Linked DNA regions of Zea mays: region 1 is linked to region 2. A link is a contact called in public Hi-C data. All regions are on one chromosome and are shown on one strand. The core of a region is the stretch at or near the end of the contact, and the rest is flanking DNA. Distances in the headings are between cores, read along the strand shown.

Evidence for each region. A called contact is a pair of places that touch in the nucleus more often than the background predicts.
Region 1: a Hi-C map of ear shows a contact between it and region 2, with 2.7 times the contacts expected there. The contact joins the promoter of LOC100383366 here to the promoter of LOC100191513 in region 2. A contact is called at or near these places in 2 of 25 Hi-C or Micro-C datasets (ear and tassel).

What each region holds. Positions count from the first base shown.
Region 1 is chr10:16,322,753-16,326,595 of Zm-B73-REFERENCE-NAM-5.0, reverse strand. LOC100383366 (Small RNA degrading nuclease 5) reads right to left here and starts at 1,290. Exons shown (of 15, transcript NM_001362072.1): 1 at 1,173-1,290; 2 at 96-152. The coding sequence starts at 1,244.
Region 2 is chr10:15,638,621-15,642,488 of Zm-B73-REFERENCE-NAM-5.0, reverse strand. LOC100191513 reads right to left here and starts at 2,021. Exons shown (of 9, transcript NM_001136945.1): 1 at 1,589-2,021; 2 at 588-725; 3 at 302-484; 4 at 12-169. The coding sequence starts at 1,870.

The DNA of each region.
Region 1 (3,843 bases), core at 41-2,540, 680 kb before region 2:
CTGCATTCGAACAAAAAAATGGTTCTTAACTAAACTACAAGAACAAAAACAGTTTTCACAAGTCAAATTTCATTGAGCTTTTGTTATGAGCTAACCTGCAGATTTAACGTAGAGTTTAAAGCAGCCTCCTTAAAAACCACATCAGGCTTTGCCTAGACAGGATAAACAAGAAGACACAATATGAGTTGGAAGCACAGAAAATACAAAAAAAGGCAGCTATAATGTCTATTAGCAAAGCAAGCAGGAAGGACCACAAGAATGATTCGCCAACAAGAAGACAACTAAATGAATGTTTAAGAGTACACTATTAAATCAACAAATCGGCAGCATGGCATCACCAAATAGTCAATTATTATGCCATGTCCATAGCTCTAGTACAAGTGATTTTGGATTGAACTTCGAGTGTCCCTAATTTGATGAGTGATCCCTAAGTTGATGAGCAGGCTCTGATGTCTGAACACAATATGGATAGCATTACTGTATCACTTTACAATTCGAACAAGAGGAGTCCCACTTTGCTACCTATCAAGGAATCAGTCAGGGTTCACACCTTCAAAATTCAAAATATAGAACTCCTAAGCAAACAAGCTACAGGAGTGTTCAAGCTGTGTACTTGAAAAATGTCGGGTCAGCTCAAGGCGCATCAATGGATCAATCAAGTAAGCCCTCATAGTTTCACAACCTATCAGCATTGCTTCACATCCATACATTCGTTTGCACAAATTTGCTCTGAAACAACAGTGCAAACTTCATAGGTACAGTTCAAGCCCACCAACAGTAGCAGCATTAACACAAAAATCCACCATCACTACAAATCTCATGGTAATCAACGAACATTGGTGTAAATCACAGTCCAAACAGTCATGATGCAATGCAACATCCCCTCTTTCAATCTCAGCGGAACTCCTACTCCAAGAATACCAAGCAATCAAATTAACATAGTCGTACCTAACACCCCCCCCCCCCTGCAGGCTGCAGCACCCAATTTTGCCATACAACGGGGATTAATAAATCCATTAAAAGAACAACAGTGAACGAAGAACTGCGAGTTTTTTTAAAAAAAATGAACCAACTCAGCTCTAACTGATGACAAGTTCCCCTTTATGTCACACCAAAGCCATAATATTCCGAGAGGGGGGAAGCGAGAGGCGAAGAAGCAAGAGAACACGTACATTAGGGCCGTACAAGTCGTATAACATGGAAGAGGAGGAGCCGCCGTTGCCGTTGCCGGATGCGGTCGACATGGAGACCGCCGCCTACGACGAGGTGGATGCCCTAACGCCTAACGCTTTGCCGCTCTCAAAACTTGCAAAAAGAAAAACCCGCCGAGACCCTTTTCTTCGGCTGTCGAACTTGAACTGGGGCTTTTCTGCAAATATATCTTTCATTTCCTTTCCGCTCAAACATTTCCTATATATGAAATTTCCTATATATGAAGGCTGGTACAAAACGGACTCTCTCGCAGTGTCCACGTCACCTAAAATGTTTTCACGCGTGGGATTTCTGATCAACGGGTCGTCTTCCAATGACCGTAAGCCCTCACTACCTTCTCTTGCCGCAGCTGTCGCGACAAGTCAAGATGGTTCCAGAGCCAAGATGAGTTGATGACGGTAAAAAAAACCTACTCCTATGCATATTCCTCTCCGCGACGACCCCTATCGTCGCCACTGCCTGTTCGGGACGCTGCCAGGGACTCGATTGGAGTCAACGCCACCTCCTCCCCCGCCCCCAAGCGTTGTCACAGCGGCGGCTCCAGCCGCTGCCAACAGCTTCACCCCCTCCCACCCCCCCAAACGTCACTGCCATGCCGCCGTGGGCCGGAGCGGCATCCACTACCTCTTAAAAGGTCGGCGTAGTGCCAGTGTGGTCCACCACCTGGAGCCCCCTACAAAACACAGCCGTAAGTTTCGGGAACGCGAATCTGTTGCCCTCCGTCAACTCAGAAATGGCGGCGGGTCCAGGAGGTTTTCGATCTGCGACCCCCGCAGCAGGCTGCCCATCACACCGGTTCTTCCGCCGGCCATGACGCCTTCGCGCCCTCGGCCGGTGCAGCCACGGGGCCACCCTTCTCGATGTTGGCCAGGGGCGTATGCGCTGGTGTGGACGTGTGGTAAATGGTGGACAATCCAAGAGGTCCTCAGTCGGCGACCGCCATAGCAGGGCGTCCGTTTCTCCCACCGGCCATGACGCTGCATGGATAACAATGGATCCGTTGTCTAGCCATTATGCATGCAACTTACTAGTTTGCGTTGCAGACATCTGTTCCATTAGAAGTAGCTATACAAACTCATTGCTTTTACACATTTTTGCTTGTTGTTTCGATTGCAAATTAGGTTGCAAGGTGTAGAACTGGAAGAAATTCTTTGTTGTTTTTTGTGAAGATTCCTGTGGAGAAAGAGATTGATGTTGTTGTTGATTTTGTGGAACCTACAAGGCCATGTACATACATATCTTACTGGGAGTTCGCTTCGCTTTTTAGTCAAAAATTTGGTGAGCGAGTTTGGGTTCATATCCAAGTTGTTACCCCACTGCTATTCAGAAATATGTTTGTTCACTCTTTGATAATTGAAAGTCACTTAGAGGGGGTGAATAGGCGAAACCTGAAATTTATAACTTTAAACACGCACTAAGATCGGGGGTTAGGGTTAGAATTAAATTCAAGTCGGAAAGAGAGGGAAAACAAATCAACCAAGAAATAAGGCGAGTGAACACGGTGATTTGTTTTGCCGAGGTTCAGTTCCAAAGAACCTAGTCCTCGTTGAGGAGGTCACAAAGACAGGGTCTATTTCAACCATTTCTCTCACTCTCTCAAACGGTCACTTAGATCGAGTGAGCCTTCTTCCTTAATCTCACGGGTCACTAAGACCCCGCAAGGACCACCACACACTTGGTGTCTCTTGCTTTGCTTATAAAGCACTTGATAATAAGAGAAAGAAAAGAAAGTCCAAGCCAAGCAACAAGAGCAACAAAGAACACAAGAAAACCCTCTCTCAAGTTGTCGGGGACCATAATTAGGGGTACCCTCAAGACTCCTAAATCTCAGCTGGTAACCCCCATCAGCACAAAGCTGCAAAGGCCTGATGGGTGCGACTAAGTCAAGGATCGGTCCATTCGAGGGACGCGATCACGCCTCGCCCGAGCCCAGCCTCGGGCAAGGGCAGCCGATCCTGAAGGATTTACGTCTCGCCCGAGGACCCCCTCCAGCAACGGGCACACCTTCGGCTCGCCCGAGGCCCAGTCTTCGCCAAGAAGCAACCTTGGCCAAATCGCCACGCCAACCGACCAAATCGCAGGGGCATTTAATGCAAAGGTGGCCTGACACCTTTATCCTGACGCACGCCCTCAAGTCGACAGAGCCGAAGTGACCGTAGTCACTTCGCCGCTCCACTGATCGGTCTAACAAGAGGACAGCGTCGCCTGCGCCGCTACGACTGCTGTGCCACTCGACAGAGTGAGGCTGACAGCAGCCAAGCCCGGCCTCAGGCGCCATAAGAAACTCCGCTTCGCCCGACCCCAGGGCTCGGACTCGGGCTCAGCCCCGGAAGACGACGAACTCCGCTTCGCCCGACCCCAGGGCTCGGACTCGGGCTCAGCCCCGGAAGACGACGAACTCCGCTTCGCCCGACCCCAGGGCTCGGACTCAGCCCTGGCCTCAGCCGACGGTCTCCGCCTCGCCCGACCCAGGGGCTCGGACTCGACCTCGACCTTGGAAGACAGACTCGACCTCGACCTCGGAGGAGCCTCCACATCGCCCGACCCCAGGGCTCGGACTCAGCCCTGGCCTCAGCCGACGGTCTCCGCCTCGCCCGACCCAGGGGCTCGGACTCGACCTCGACCTTGGAA
Region 2 (3,868 bases), core at 772-3,271:
TTGAGACTTACGCGATAGGTGACGAGACTGTGAAATAGTTCAGACGGTTCGACCCATAGTGAATGGGCATCTGCCTCCCTTTACCATAGTCCAGCTTGTTCCCAAAGCACTGGTTTGCAAACTCCTGCAGAGTGAAGCCACGCCATAGAAGAACACCAGGTTCCCTGTACTACATTTTGGGCTCCGCATGTCGCAGCAAAGAAATGGGGGCAGTGTGTGAATCGATTGTTGGAAAAATAGACTATATCTTTCTGCTAGATTAAGATTCAGAGGAGTGGAATAGCTGATGCACATGTACTACCTGAGGCAGCACAATGTCATCCATACTGAGCGCAGCAGCAGAGGCTATGTTGATCGCTTCCTCGCCGTTGGAAGTGAGGTAGAACGAGATCCTGCCCTGCCTCTGAGCCTCGTAGAAGATGGTATCCATGATCTGGAGCGTCACCATCTCGCTGTACATCTTCAGAGCCAGCTCCCGACTGACCTGACAAGGATGAACAGCATTAATCTTCAGAACAAGTCTCCCTCGCAGCATCTAGTCTGAAGAGAGAACTTCTCAGAACGGTGCAGTGCAGCCATCAGCGTACCTCTTGGAATCTACTTCCTGATATCGTTCTGCCGTCGTCGTCAAGCACGCGGTAGCAGTTGATCCTTTCCCTCGTCGATTCTGGAAGGAAGTTCATTTCGGCCACAAAGGATACTTTCCCTCCTGGAAAGTCAACTGCCTACAAGATTTGACGGCACACGAATGCGTGCAAATTTAAATCAGCGTCGGTGGAAGAAAACAGTCTCGGGTGGTCAAATTTACCCGTCTTGGAGAGACAGTTGGTCTCATTGACCATGCCAAAGAGACAGCACTTTGTTTGGTTTGTATATAAAAGAGAAACAAAGTGCAGTAAAGACATGGAGATGTTCCTAATCATTGGGTGTCGTCACCCTTTGACACGGAAAGCAAACGTATTATACTAAGCTAATACTACCAGAGAAGATTGGCACTACCATTCCAGATGAAAGCACGTCACTATCTAATACAGTCATCAGGCAGTCAACCAACCACAGGGAAATCAGCAACCAAATCCATCCTCTCTTATTATCTGCCTTGTTTACTAATTGTTGTCAATTCTATCCACAATTGTCCTCCGCGACCTGTTACCTTCAGTTTCAAAATTCAGAAAAGAGTTGGTGTAACGGTGGCTATCGGAGTCGGTCGACAAGTTGATGACGTGACCGAATTTTGGATCGCAGAGGAAGAACGTGAAGAACACAGATGGAATGGGGAAAAAAACTACTGTGCTTCAGAAAGGATGGATGCATCATGCATGCACCGGGCTAGCGAGTACCGACAAGTTACACCAACCAGGCAACCAGGTCAGGGAGCATAGAGCAGATGGGCAAGAAGAGATGCCTTAAGCCTTGATATTATATTATCTGCAGCTCCTGGAATTTGTATCAGAGGATTGGTCCTTCCAGATCCCACAAAGGCAGAGAATTTGCTTATTTGAAATCAGGAAAGAGCTACATGGCCCGATCCAAAAGTTCATACTAGCAGTTCAGAATCTATCTAGCTGCTGCTCTGGTCGACGCATACCTGCTGATCGCCGGCTGCGAACCCGCTCTCCGGCTCCTCGTCGACGACAGCCGCCGCAGCAGCAGCAGCGCTGCTCTCCCCTGCGAAGCGCCGGACGGAGCAGAAGCCCCGGCGGCTTGTGTCCAGCGCTGGTGACCCAAGGGCCGCCTGCGGCACCGAGCCCAAGAACCACGAACTGGTGGGTTGGCCGGAGCCGTGGCGCGCAGGACGCGGAGGAGGCCTCCTGGCGGCGGCACGGCGCGCCAGCTGGGACGACGCTCTCGCTAGCCAGAGCGACGCCATGTCAGACACACACACACACAATCACACTGTGCGTGCTCTGCTCGGCCGAGCTCCAACAATCCTCTCGCCAATGGTCTGCCCTCTGCCTAGCTCTGCTCGGGGAGAGAGAGAGAGAGAGAGATGTATTTATAGGTAGCTGTGTTGGAATCGGATAGAGCTAGACGACACGAGGAAGCAAGCGAGCAATGGAAGATGTGCGTGTCGAGGAGAGGGACGGACACTGAGCTGGAAAGATAAGTGTGCGGGGAAGAGAGCGCAGCGAGGAGCATGGAGGGAGAGAGGAGGAGCAGACGGGCACGGCTCGCTGGGAGAGCGACGACGAAAAAAGCAGGGCTCCGCCGGCGCGTGGGACCGGTCTCTAGGGGAGTTGAGCATGGGCGGGAATGGTGACAGAGGTCGACGTCAGCAGGTTCATCCTGGTAGGTGAGGGAGGGGCCGGTGACAAAGCAGGATCATGTTTGTTTGTTAATGAAACACGTGGTCCTGGCGTCCTGCTGCTGCTAGGGATAGGATGGTGGATAGTGGGGTTGCTGAGAGCGGGAAAGCGGAGGAAGGTTCGAGAAAACTAATATTATCTTTTATGAGTTTATTTCTTAAATTTTTGAAACAACAACATTTTTCATACCAGCATTAAATATTAGGGCCCCTTTGGTAGGGCTTATTTTTTAGCTTCAGCTCTGGCTCATGCAAAAGTTGTGCCAAATACCTCTTTTTCAAATGGCTTCACCAGTGAAGTGCTTTTCCAAAATGAACTAGAGGGCATGAGCCAAAAAAGTGGCTCACCCGGCTTCAGCTCACGTCATTTTTGCACAATAGCCCTCCCACCAGTCCAAATTATTTTTTTTGTCCTGTCCTCAATCCCTAGCCACGTACAGGAGAGATCTATAAAAAGTAAACTATACAATGGTCTTTCTGAAAAACAACCTATAAGCCGTTTTGCCAAATGATTTTTCAGAATGGCTTTGGCTCATCTAAAAAAGTGGCTTCACCTCATGAGTCAGAGCCAAAGCCGTTTTTGGAGAAGCCAGAGCCCTGCCAAAGGGGCCCTTAGTTTATATAAAAAACATAAGGTAGTCACGAATCAACTTATTCTATTTGACAAACTAAATAAAAAACAAGAAAAATGGGATAACACCGGACTATATCATTCCACCAATCGAACACCTCTCTGCGCTCTTAATGTTTCCGCTTTCCTTTGGCTAGCAAAAAAATCCATTTATATTCTTTGTTATATATGGGTAAGGCTATTGAAAGCCCTAGTCTTCCAAAGATATGGTGCACGCCCTAGTCATATATGTACCATCTGACCAGACTAGTCCCATCCAACCAGACCTGGTCGCCTTCACCTCGCGCCCATCCCTGCATGCGCGCCTTCTTTTTTCTATTTGCATGCGCAATAAAATTAGAAGGATTAGCACAAATTTACGACCTGTTTGGATTGACAAATGAACTCATCCGGAATCATCCGAACCTAAATTCGAACCTGCATGTTCTGTTTGGTTTGTGTCACGAGGTAAATCCATCCGTCATCAAGCCATCCTTCGTAGCTTTCTCCATAGGCGGTCGAGCTGGTTCCTTGAAAAAGCAGCGGATGACCTCGTCCTTCTGATCTCTAACCCATGACGGATGATTTAACTCCGGGCTACATGATGCTGCAATCCAAACACGTCATTAGTAGATGGATTGATATGCATATAAACAAAAAATCTGATTTAAATACTTTATTCTGTCCATAAATATAGGATCTCTATAACAGTCATACAGTTAATCTCGTTAGAAACATTTTATGATATATACTGATACTAATTATGCTACACATTGTAGTTATTTATGCAATACTGTAAACCACATAAAAATTAGTTTTTCCTGCTGCATGTGCACAAAATTTAGGATGAAAAAAATGTGTGTTGAGAAGAAATGGATTGACATTTATGGAAACAAAAAATCTGATTTAAATGCTTTATTTCTCCCATAAATATAGGATCTCTACAAACAACC